Linked DNA regions of Sus scrofa: region 1 is linked to region 2. Evidence: chromatin contacts called from public HiChIP or PLAC-seq data. All regions are on one chromosome and are shown on one strand. The core of a region is the stretch at or near the end of the contact, and the rest is flanking DNA. Distances in the headings are between cores, read along the strand shown.

Evidence for each region. HiChIP or PLAC-seq counts read pairs in DNA pulled down with a chosen protein or histone mark.
Region 1: a contact with region 2 is called in an H3K27ac HiChIP or PLAC-seq map of skeletal muscle. The contact joins the enhancer-like site here to the promoter of SLC1A3 in region 2. A contact is called at or near these places in 5 of 47 Hi-C or Micro-C datasets (embryonic fibroblasts, heart right ventricle, psoas muscle and 1 more) and 2 of 2 datasets of contacts at active chromatin or transcription factors (alveolar macrophages and skeletal muscle).

The regions. Positions count from the first base shown.
Region 1 is chr16:21,921,697-21,924,849 of Sscrofa11.1, reverse strand. All of the region lies in intron 3 of SLC1A3 (solute carrier family 1 member 3), which reads right to left. Among named protein-coding and RNA genes, the nearest start is that of SLC1A3, 50 kb to the right of the region's middle. Within about 2 kb of position 1,454, at least 13 of the 83 cell types and tissues checked have an H3K27ac peak or open chromatin away from gene starts, as enhancers often do. A contact at or near this core is called in alveolar macrophages, embryonic fibroblasts and skeletal muscle, where this site is marked.
Region 2 is chr16:21,871,934-21,875,202 of Sscrofa11.1, reverse strand. It overlaps SLC1A3 (solute carrier family 1 member 3), which reads right to left and starts at 1,512. Exons shown (of 8, transcript NM_001289946.1): 1 at 1,386-1,512.

The sequences.
Region 1 (3,153 bases), core at 205-2,704, 50 kb before region 2:
AGAAAGACCAATGCCATGTGATATCACCTATATCTGGAATCTAATATGAGACAAAAATGGGGAGTTCCCATTGTGGCTCGACAATAACAAATCCGATTAGTAATCACGAGGACATGGGTTCGATTCCTGGCCTTGCTCAGTGCTTTAAGGATCCTGTGTCGCTCGGATCTGGTGTTCCTGTGACTGTGGTGTAGGCTGGCAGCTATAGCTCCTATTTGACTCCTAGACTGGGAATTTTCATATACTGGCCCTAAAAAGACCAAAAAAAAATTTTTTTTTAAATTAAAGAACAGGAGTTCCCGTCGTGGCGCAGTGGTTAACGAATCTGACTAGGAACCATGAGGTTGCAGGTTCGGTCCCTGCCCTTGCTCAGTGGGTTAACGATCCGGCGTTGCCGTGAGCTGTGGTGTAGGTCGCAGACGCGGCTCGGATCGCGTGTTGCTGTGGCTCTGGTGTAGGCTGGCAGCTATAGCTCCGATTAGACCCCTAGCCTGGGAACCTCCATATGCTGCAGGAGCGGCCCAAGAAATAGCAAAAAAGACAAAAAAAAAAAAAAAAAAAAGAGAACAGTTAATATAAGGCACAAATGAACTTATCTACAGAAAACAAACTCATGGACATGGAGAACAGACTGTGGTTGCCAAGGGGGTGAGGGGAGGGAATGGGATGGACTGGGAGTTTGGGGTTATTAGATGCAAACTACTGCATTGGAGTAGATAAGCAATGAGGTCCTGCTGTATATAGCACAGGGAACTATATCCAATCACTTATGAGGGAACATGATGGAGGATAATGTGAGAAAAAGAATATATATGTATAACTGGGTTTCTTTGCCGTACAGTAGAAATTGACAGAACATCGTAAAGTGATTATAATAAAAAAAATTAAAAAAAACAAAAACAAGAAAACTCGAGTTCCCGTCATGGTGCAGTGGTTAACGAATCTGACTAGGAACCATGAGGTTGCAGGTTCAGTCCCTGCCCTTGCTCAGTGGGTTAAAGATCTGGCGTTGCCACGAGCTGTGGTGTAGGTTGCAGACGCGGCTCGGATCCTGCGTTGCTGTGGCTCTGGCGTAGGCCGGTGGCTACAGCTCCGATTCAACCCCTAGCCTGGGAACCTCCATATGCCGCAGGAACGGCCCAAGAAATGGCAAAAAGACAAAACAAACAAACAAACAAACAAAACCAAAAAACTAGTCTGATAGCTCCAAAGAGTGTATTCCAAAGAATCAAACAGGTTCTTATCACAAATAAATGGTATATATATGTGTATGTGGGTATGTGTGTGTATAGAGTCCTATACCTGCCACTACATGGCCCCTCTTCACCTTTTCAGAATTAAGTATCTCCTCTCTCTGTGGAGGAAGGACCTCGGTCCCAAGTCCCTGTGTCACAGCTCTGTGACTTCCTTCTTCAGCACCGAGCATCACTGCCTGGAGGCGCCAAGGCTGAATGAATCAACAACCTCCACTAGACAATAGCCACTGTGTATGACTCAGAGCACAGAAGCAATGAGGACAAGGAAGGGAATGAAGCATGAAAACATATGGCAGATGCTGTCAGGACCATTTACCGCGTATCCAGTGAAAACACAGAGCTAGACGAGGTTTGACGGGAGAAATAAAAGAAGTGGTGCAGCCCAAGCTTGCTGAGCAGTGTATTGACAGCCTTATGGAGGCCACAGCACAGGAAAATGCCTCTTGAAATGCCTGGGGACTAACTTCCAGATGAGTAGAGATGTACACTGTTTCTAGCAGGGAGATCAACTCTGTAAAGAAGGTGGGTGGGATGTGGGATCGCCATCCCTGGGGAATCAAAACGCAAGATACTCAAGTGCCCCTTAACCTACTGCTGAGCGTTCGGAAGCAGGAGGACATTTCCACGGGCTTATCCGATGCCACCGTGGATTTTTCTGGACGCACACACAGTTTAATCTATGCTCCAGAACAGCCCTTGGAGAGGCCTAAGGATCTCCTCCCGAGGAAGATTCTGACATTAAAGCAGATTAAGAAGAAAACGTGAGGGAGTTCCCATGGTGGCTCAGCGGTATCGAACCCAACTAGCATCCATGAGGATGCAGGTTTGATCCCTGGCCTTGCTGAGTGGATTAAGGATCCGGCTTGGATCCTGCATGTCTCTGGCTGTGGTGTAGGCCAGCAGCTGTAGCTTGATTTGACCCCTAGCCTGGAAAATTCCATATGCCGTGGATGTGGCGCTAGAAAGCAAAAAAAAAAAAAAAAAAAAAAAAGAAGAAGAAGAAAACATGACTTTTTCCTTCTTTCTTAGCGAACCATTCTTGGCTCATTTGAAAGAAATGTATTGAGCACTTACTGCGTGCCAGGCCCAGAGCCACAGAAGAAATACCACCCAGTGCTGGCCCTCTAGGCTCACCTGCCCACAGAGCAGTGCTGCGGGCTCCATGTTCCGGGGACCTGGAGAGAAGGAAGGTGTGTATGGCAGAAGAAAAAAGAAGAGCCCTGGGTTAGGGGGTCTGGGGTCTGGGGGGCCAGGGTCTAGGGTGGAGGTGGGGCCATAACCTAGAAGCTGGAGCTCTGGCAATGCTTGACTTTGCTGTAGGGACAACTGGAAAAGCACATTTGGGAAGAAGGAGCAATTTTAGTGCCAAATCAGAGCTGCCTGTGCATGTTACCAGACTGGACTCTGAGAGCCAAGGATTTAGTAGCGGTGTCGTCAGATCCAATAAATAGGTTAGGAGACCTTGAGAGGGCTACGTGTGGAGTCAGAGGTTAGGTATTTCTGTGACCACTGGAACACATCGAAGGCAGTGGAAGGTTTTTTTTAATTATGAGACATGAAAATATCCCAAATTTTGAAAACCAAGACCCCCTCCCTCTGCTGCCAAACACCTAGCATCTGTTCAAATCTATTATGAACCATTTCCTCAGGGAGGAACGTGAAAGAACTGCAAGCAGCTGCCGGGAGATGTGCTAAAGCCACTTCCACGCTGCAAATTTACGTGCGTACAGATTCGTTAAGGAAGGTCATTACTGACCACGGACATGCGGCTAAGTGGCCGAGGAATTCACTCACAGAGCCCCTGTGAGGTCAGTGCCTCTAAGAGGTCATAAAGCAGCATAAGAAGTATAGCTCAGAAAATGCATTGAAAGGCAAACTAGCCAATCAGTCTGACATC
Region 2 (3,269 bases), core at 263-2,762:
TTTCTAAAAACTTGCCCTTCTCTCTCCAGTGAAGGTATAAAAGAGTTCACCAGGGCTGGGGGTGAACTGACTGAGCACCCCCAACCCCCACCTGATCCCCTAGAACCTAGCAGGGAGCTTTGCACAACATTCACCCTCAATTAATGTCCAACCGAATGCCCAGGAAACGCTCAATAGCTACTTAATGGCTTATGATGTATACATGGTGAAGTCATATCCAGGTCAATAAAATGAACTCAGATATTGAGATTTCACAGTCAGCGGTTTCTGTTATGTAAAATAAAGTATTTTCTTCATGAAGGGAAAAAAAAACCCATGATAATATCAACTAGTAGCTGTGCTTATGAAAAAGAACACAGATACCCATGGGAGCTGCAAAAGACATTTGACTCTTTCACATGGTAACTATGAAATGTTTTTCATGAAATAAGCAAACTACCACTGGGCATATTTATAAGCTATCAGAAATCATAATCCCTTTTCATTTTTGTCACAACTAGAAGTACAAAGTGGCATTTGTCTTGTGGCACACATGCTGGTGTCGTCTGAGGAAACTATCACTGACTTCCCAGGATGTGAAAATTTAGAATTTCTAAAACAGATGAGGAGATGAATCTCATTTTCATTCCAAACTTTGCAGCATATGGTTTCTAGTTTCTTTAAAGTGCTCCGAGGTTATTCGAATATATCTAAGTAAATCTCTCCTAGGTAGAAATCAGCTGTTGGGAAAGATCAAGGGATTCCTCCTGCTGTTTTACAAGATTTCTAATCCATAATCTTTCCCATGATAGATAAATCCAAGGAAAAGTCAGTGGTGCCTGTGGACGTGTGTATCTGGCAACGCGAACAGCCAGCGTGTGCGTCCGTGGGGGAGGTAACTAGAAAGCAAGAGCTTCCTTGGAAGCCTTCGGCAAACCCAAGTGCGGAAAAAAGGACTTGCTTTAACAGTTTTGACTTATAAATAAAATTGCAGGTTGGGGGGCAGTGACAATAAGACCCCCAACTTGCTTAAGACTTCACAGCAGATTAGAAGTTTGGGGAGACGTGAAGAAGAGGAGACGCGAGACCAGATTTTGTTTCCCCTACGACTCTCTGATTCCCTTCACCAGTCACTTTTAAACAGACCAGTTCAGCCCTGGCTCTTGTCTAGAGCTCGAACCACAGGCTGCCCCCAATCCACCCTGAATGACTCAACTCCAAATTAAGAGAGGACACGGCGTAAATAGACACCACACGCTCATTGCATTAAATTACTAACGTGAACTTTATCTACCAAAATGGCTAGCTTTTACTCTCGCTACTTCTCGGCTTGGGAAACGAAATACACGGGCAGAGAAAAAGAGTGAGAAATTAAGCTGAGCAGGAATACAGGACGTCAGACCTACCTTTTCTGATTTTGTGGCGGGTGGAAGATACCCCAGGCAATGACAAGGTGAATTCCCAGCAGGTACAGCGGAGCAACAAAACGCAGCGAGCAAGGCGTGCATGTGCTCTGAAACTGCAAATTACTATGAGGGCAACTTAAGAAAAGGGGCGGAGTCTGTGCCCGGGAAAGGGGGAGTGGGGAAAAATGAAAACACCACGGAGCAGGAGGGGGGAAACCCGAGGTTTCTGGAATATTGATTAATCTTGGCGCACCAGAAGCATGCTTGCTGGCTTTGTTTTGCTTCTTAGACCACTTTCCCGCTTTGTCAGTTCACTTTCATTAGAAATGCAAAACCAAGACCAGGAAGAATGGGAGAATAAAGCGCGCACACACACTCCAGAAAGCTTGAAGTCTTGATTAGAACGTTTCAAAGATTTTTCTAGGGCTAAATTTAATTATCTCACATTATTGCAGCTTTCCTCCCCTTAAGGAAACACGAGTGTGTGCTCTTTTGCCTGGTTGTACAACTGTTATGAAAGAGTCCCTCTTTTTAGAATTGGGGAAATAACTGACATTACTTGGGAAGACCCGGAACGCAATCAAGAATGGAGAAAAATAATACTTAGCTACAATTCTCTAAACTTGCCTAAACTTACTCAAAACACAAGATGAGACATGCCTCTATTTTAGCAGTTTAAACTCTATTATAACAAGCCTAATTTAGCTCAAACTGTCTGCGTTGCAAAGATTTTAAAAAATAAGAAACATAAAGAGACCAGGATCTTTGCTAAACTACTAAAGTAAAAAACATTTTAAGACCAAGAGTGTAAATGCACGCTTGAAGTTTCGTCATTTGAAAAGATAAGTTACTGTGCCGAAAGATGCCTCCGTTTTAAAGGTTAAAGGTCCCTCATACTCCTCCCCCTGCCCTGTCATTTTTAGGAATTAGAAAATTCTCTTTGCCTTGAGAATATAACTTGCACTCTAGTCCACCTCTTTTAAGAAGGAAAGTAGATTGTGAAAATAGATTTTTTTAAATGAAAAACAAAACAAAAACTGTTGAGCCTGACTCAACTCCAAAACTTAGAATTTATTTAGCATGAAGAAAAATGTTTAATAGAAACAAAAACCCATACCGAAAATTACAACCAGAGTTCTATATTCCTGTTTAGTAAATCTCATATTCTCCATGCCAAATCTGCTTAATTCTTGGGTCTGTTTTCCAACAAGAAAGTATGTCTTTTCCCTTCATTAGCAAATCCTGGGAGATTCTAAAGATATGTCTCCTGCCAAGCTTCAACTCTTGCATGTATATATTCTTTGGAACAGCTACTGGTTGGAAAGCAACTGGGTGAATCATGTAAATGCTAAAGTTATAAATTAGCAGGGATTGTAACAACTTTTAAAATTGCACCATTTTAAGAGATTACTGAAAATGTATACTCTTGACGGTCCCCAAACTCAGCAATCTTCCTCTTCCTCTGCTCTCCTAGATCACTTAGCATCTGTATCACGTTGTTTAACACTTAATTACACTGTCTCCTACTGCGCCTGTCTTTTTTTGTGTTAAATTTTGACCTCGCAGCTAAATTGTAAGTTCTTTGAGGGCAAGAAGGGAATCTTATACCTGATACATAATAAACATTACATAACACCTATAAATGAATGGCAGACTGTAAGGGTACTCAACAAAACACTTTGCAAACTTCTGTGTTAAAACAAAATCGCTTATTTTTGTGTTGGCGCTTCTGGCCTAGGTACATGGAGCAGATGTCATTTCTCAACACCATGACTACATTTTAAAGCATTTATTTACTACACTAAGTCCTCTCTGAGCCATGGGTTTAAGACTAATTTGTCCACATTTCTTGTGGAAGTGACTTGTGTTTTAAGAGAACTTAAA